Linked DNA regions of Zea mays: region 1 is linked to region 2. Evidence: chromatin contacts called from public Hi-C data. All regions are on one chromosome and are shown on one strand. The core of a region is the stretch at or near the end of the contact, and the rest is flanking DNA. Distances in the headings are between cores, read along the strand shown. Region 1 has its middle 45 kb from the start of LOC100272282. Region 2 holds the start of LOC100193830 (40S ribosomal protein S8-like).

Region 1 (2,700 bases), core at 70-2,569, 100 kb after region 2:
TGGGTTGCAGAAAAATGTAACACCTTAAATCTGGGGTATAAAATTTCTTTCCTAATATCCACCAAATTCAGGTGTTACTCTTTTATTTTTTTGCTTTCCTTCTCTTTTTCCTAAATGATGGAGAATTATTTTGTTTTATATCCATGTAAGCCTAGTAAAATAAAACCCTAGAGGTGCTTTGATTGTTGCATCATGCCGGAACATTTTTTATTTTGTTTAACGGGTGATCTTGTGGAGCATGCATTTAATAAGGAATTTGATTTGAATTGGTAGTGAGAATAGAAAAGAGAAGATAAAGAAAATAGGAGAGAAAAGAAGAAGGGCCCATTCCTCCCTTCCCCTCCCGTCTGGCCCAGCTCGCCTCCCACGCCCATGGCCCAGCTCGCTCACCCTGACCCACGCGCCTCTCCCCCCTCTTGGCCTCGGGGCCCATCCGGCTAGCCCTCACCTTGGGCTCGCTTCGGCGTGCGGCCCACGAGTGTTTCGCACTAGAGATGGCAATGGGTACCCGCGACCCGATACCCGATGGGTATTTACTCCATTAGGGCATGTATGTGGGCTAAATATTCTACCCGTGGGTCTGTTATTGGGCAAAAATCTTCACCCAATGGGTAAACGGGTATTAGAACGTTCCGCCTTTACCCATACCCGTTATCCCGTGGGTATAAAATACCCAATATAAACTTAGCCCAAGCATGAACTTTGACTTTAGTCATCCATCTTTTTTACTATTTAACAACCTTTTAGGCCATAATATCATAGAAGGCTTACAACAATAACAACAACAAAGCTTTTTTGTCCCAAGCATGACCATGTAATGGAACATGTAATGTGCTATGTAGTACTATCCTAGTGTTACTACTTTATCCAATTATCTTTGGTGTTGAATGGATGGTTAAATGATGCTAGAAATTTTGTAATGGTATTTAGATGCATATACTTGACATTTGTATCATATAATATTTTGATAGATGTTTAGCTTTTGTGGGTACGGGTGACCCGATGGGTGACCCATACCCACATGGGTATGGGTATGGGGGTAAATCCATACCCGCTAGTGTATATGGGTGACCCGATGGGGTTATTTTTATGTCGTGGGTATGGGTATGGGGTAGTAATACCCGGTGGGTATTTACCCATTGCCATCTCTACGCACCACCTCTCTTCACTCCTGGGTCGCCAGCCGCCTTAGCCCATCTCAACCTAATCCCCCAGCCAGCGCGCCCCCGCGGCCCAGCTTTCGGTCGGCCCACCTAGCTCCCACGCTCCCCCGTGGCCCAGCACTCCCGCGCCAGCCACGCGCGTGGCCCACCTGCGGCCCAGTGTGCAGGCGCCCTGCCCAGGCCACCAGGCCCATTCGGCCCATCCCCACCTGACTGCAGTCGCCCTATACATCACGTACAAGCAGAAACTGCCAAGCCGCACATATCGCCTCGCATGCGTGCGTGCGTGTGACGCCCATCCTGCGCACGGCCGTTCCTAGACGCCGACGAAGAAGAAACCGTCCAGTGCCAGGGACCGCCATCGCGCCGTCCGCCGGTGCCGCGCCGCCCATCTCCTCCGTCCGCCGTTGCCGCAGCATCGCCATCCGAGCACAACGAGGTGACCCCCTCTCCCTTCCTCTCCCTTCTCTCTCCACTCGCACCTACAACCTGCCCCTTGCGCAGCGTGCCCCTGCGCGCGGCCAGCCTTGCCGGCCAGGCACAGTAGCCAGCCGGCCGACAGCGTGAGGCCGAGCCTGCCAGGCCGTCCGAGCCGGCCCCCTATTCTCTCCCTCCCACGCGCAGCCGAGGCCCCCTCTGTGTGTTGTTCTGAGGAAGAAGAAAGTTTGTTTTGCGAAAACGCCCTCGACGATATAGGTAATAAACATCCAGGTTGATGAGTTTCGCAGAAATAATTTGCTACACCCTGAAGTCTGCATTTAATTATGCACAAGTCCGTGTAATGATCTTGTGCACATGTTAAAATTATTATGTTGCCACCACACATGTTTTAGTTGAATAATTAATTATTGGTTTGTTCGAGGGTTATTAAAAATAACAATTTAATTAGAATGAGTCTATAGTTTTAACTCGTGCTTTTAAAAATATAAATGCTAATTAACTTGATTAATACCAGCTTAAATACTTTTAATTAATTATTTGTTGGTTGTTGTTCGTGCATGGCATCATTTGCACGTCATCGTGCAGTTCACGCGTAGTCACGTTGACTCACATGCTGTCGTGCGCGTTGTTTCCCATGTCGTCCGCGCGTTGTTTCGCACAGTGTCGCGTGTCATCACGTGTAGTCGCGTTGACTCGCGCGTTGTTCACGCGCGTCGTTCGCACGTGTGGATCTCGTCGTCGTCATGTTGTTCGTGCGTCTGGTTCGTGTGTTATTCGTGTGTTGTCTCGTGACGTTCGCGTGTATCGTTTGCGTGCGTCACGTGTGTCATTTACATGTGTCGCTCGCATTATTGCTCGTAGTTAGCGCGTATCTCGCGTGTCGATCACGTGTATCGCGCAGCGTTTGCGCGTGATAATAAATTGTTTTCGCTTATAAACACATATTAATAATGTTAATTCGTCAGGTCGCATATTTTAGATAATTAACTTAAGGTTGGCTCGACTAATATTTATTAGACTAATATTCTAATTAGATTAAATGTATAGTGCTCAACTTGCGCTTTATAATAAACATTAACATGACTAATATTAACTT
Region 2 (2,700 bases), core at 97-2,596:
GTATGTTTTGATATTATACATTGCATTCACGCTAAGAACAAAGTTTATCTGCCTGAGATAACAACGTTAGTGACTTAAAAAAGTTTCCATTATGATTTTTGTTGCACAGGAAGTAACTGAAGTTCAACACTGTTTCCAACAGAAATGGCACTGATCATAATTTGCTGTTTCATCTCACCTTCAAAATTTAAGATACTTTACCAAAAATTAAGATGATATTTGGTAGGATGTGCCAAAAAACGTGTAGACCATCAACTCTGTTTTATTTAACAAAATTATTCAATTGTGTGTTGTCCAGTCCTTGTTTAGAGTTAGTCAGAGGACAATATTTCATTGAAGTTTCAGCAACAAATATGGAATGCTTTTTTTTTGGATATTTTGGGATAAAGGATTCATGTTGGCTTAAGTGTCAATCTTCTACTAGCAAATCAATTTCTAGTGAAATTACCGTGGGAACATGTTGGCCTCTTCAATTGAATTTTCAAATGAGTAATGGATTTCTATTACAGGATAGAGATCCTTTGCCATGACATAAATGTGCATGTCCCACACCATATTTCTCCAAGAATTCCAAGCTATAACCTTCGTGCTGCTTATGATTCCATCAAACAGAACTGGGGCAAGGTGATTTGAAATTCTCCTACTCTGGTGCATTTCTCCGGATCTTTACATACTGACTTATTTTCTCATGCTGCAGTATGTCAATGAAGCCAACTGGAATTGGCGATTGATGAAGACGATACTGACGAGATGCCATGTGTACGACAAGGAGAGATACTATGTTCCGTTCGATGAGCTCGCGCCTCAGGAGTCCCAACCAATCAAATTCCTTAGGAAGTTCATGCCAGATTACGCATGATGCCATCATCACAGCTGTTGACTAGTTGAGATTATTCAGTATTGTCGGCACAGGTGGACAGTCACATTTTCAGTGATTACGCATGTCCCAAAATTTTGACTGGAATACTCCATGTTACACTATTATTCGTGCAGTAGGAAAGCACGTAGCGTACCAAAATATTTATACTTCAGGAAATAGACAAAGACATTGGTGATGAAAACGGACAGAATCGTGTGGAAAACATCTCTTCTCTTGTCATTTCTATATTTTTTTTCCGGAAACAGAAACACGTTCAAAATTCCCGGAATTGAAAACAGGGTTGGGATATGTGGTTGTTCGGAAACAAACTAATTTACTAATAAAATACGACTTGCACAGGCCTGCTGGGCCGCCGCAACCTAAGAATGGACACCGTCAAATGAGCCCACCCCTTAATAAACCCTAGCCCGCCTCCGCCGCCCTATAATCCGACGCCGGACGCCCCATGATTTCGCTTTCTTCTTCCCGTCGAGACCCAACCATACCAGCGGCGCCGCAGGCTGACGAGGAGGCGGAGTAGAGTGGCCGGACTACCTCGACACCTCCACTGCAACCATGGGTAGAGCTCCCCCACCTTCATCTGCTTCTCGTTTGTTTTGCTTGCGCTGGCGTAGTGGTGGCGCCGTGGCGGTGCTAATGGCGTCGTGGGTTGTTTTGGGTTTCTTCACGCAGGTATCTCACGTGATTCGATGCACAAGCGCCGTGCCACCGGTGGAAAGCAGAAGGCGTGGCGCAAGAAGCGAAAGTAATTGCTTGCCGTTTCTCTTCACTCCTTACATATGGGTTTTCTGTATATCTCTAGATTTGTTTAGTGCTTTGCTGGGCAGGGTCTTAGGTTGGTAGATTTGCATTGACATCTCTCGGTGACTGGTTGCGGCAGTAGTAATTGATTTGAGACTTGAGTCCTTCGATTGGTTACATTTACCTCCAGTGCTTTATGAGGTTCAGCCTTATCGATTACCCCTTCAATCCTTAAACCGTAGCGTGATGCTTCTAATTGAACAGCAAACTACTTAAATTATGGAAATTATGTATGTATTTTAATGAATTATTAGAAGGGTCACTGTGGTGAAAATTTGTATCTTTCCGTTTGAGGTTTTAATTTGGAATCTTTATTTTGTGTTACTACTAGTTTGAGGTTTTAATTTGGAATCTTTATTTTGTGTTACTACTAGCTATTCGTGCAGTACAGTTGTGATTTCTATGATGTTGAGGCAGAATTGTTTGCATAACAGACATCTCTTTTATATAAAAATAAAGCTTGGACACTAAGTTTTGTTAATGTGAATGTAAATAGTTCGGTCAGTTCATAGTACAACTGCAACTAATAACTGTTGTATATTGTGTTAACCTTGTTGTTTGATTATTATGAGTTTCAGAAGTTAAATTAAGATTCTCATTTATCTTCAAGGTATGAGCTTGGCCGTCAGCCTGCTAACACCAAACTGTCTAGCAATAAGACAGTGAGGAGGGTCCGTGTCCGTGGAGGCAACGTGAAGTGGAGGGCTCTCCGATTGGATACAGGTAACTACTCGTGGGGAAGTGAGGCTCTTACCCGCAAGACCCGCATCCTGGATGTGGTCTATAATGCATCAAACAATGAGCTTGTGAGGACTCAGACTCTTGTGAAGAGCGCCATTGTACAAGTTGATGCTGCTCCATTCAAGCAGTGGTACCTCACTCACTATGGAGTGGACATCGGTAGGAAGAAGAAGGTGCCTGTTGCTAAGAAGGATGCGACTGAGGTATATTCATTCAATTTAAGGTTTAATTGTTGTTTGCCCTTAGAATAGATTGACTTTATAGTTCATGAATTATTG

What was found. A called contact is a pair of places that touch in the nucleus more often than the background predicts.
Region 1: a Hi-C map of endosperm shows a contact between it and region 2, with 2.0 times the contacts expected there. The contact joins the enhancer-like site here to the promoter of LOC100193830 in region 2. A contact is called at or near these places in 2 of 25 Hi-C or Micro-C datasets (ear and endosperm).

What each region holds. Positions count from the first base shown.
Region 1 is chr1:216,545,147-216,547,846 of Zm-B73-REFERENCE-NAM-5.0, forward strand. No RefSeq gene overlaps it. Among protein-coding and RNA genes, the nearest start is that of LOC100272282, 45 kb to the left of the region's middle. Within about 2 kb of position 1,320, at least 20 of the 20 cell types and tissues checked have an H3K27ac peak or open chromatin away from gene starts, as enhancers often do. A contact at or near this core is called in ear and endosperm, where this site is marked.
Region 2 is chr1:216,445,132-216,447,831 of Zm-B73-REFERENCE-NAM-5.0, forward strand. LOC100193830 (40S ribosomal protein S8-like) reads left to right here and starts at 1,347. Exons shown (of 5, transcript NM_001138912.1): 1 at 1,347-1,439; 2 at 1,553-1,625; 3 at 2,292-2,625. The coding sequence starts at 1,436. It overlaps LOC100101547 (omega-6 fatty acid desaturase, chloroplastic), which reads left to right. Exons shown (of 10, transcript NM_001319699.1): 9 at 510-624; 10 at 698-962. The coding sequence ends at 859.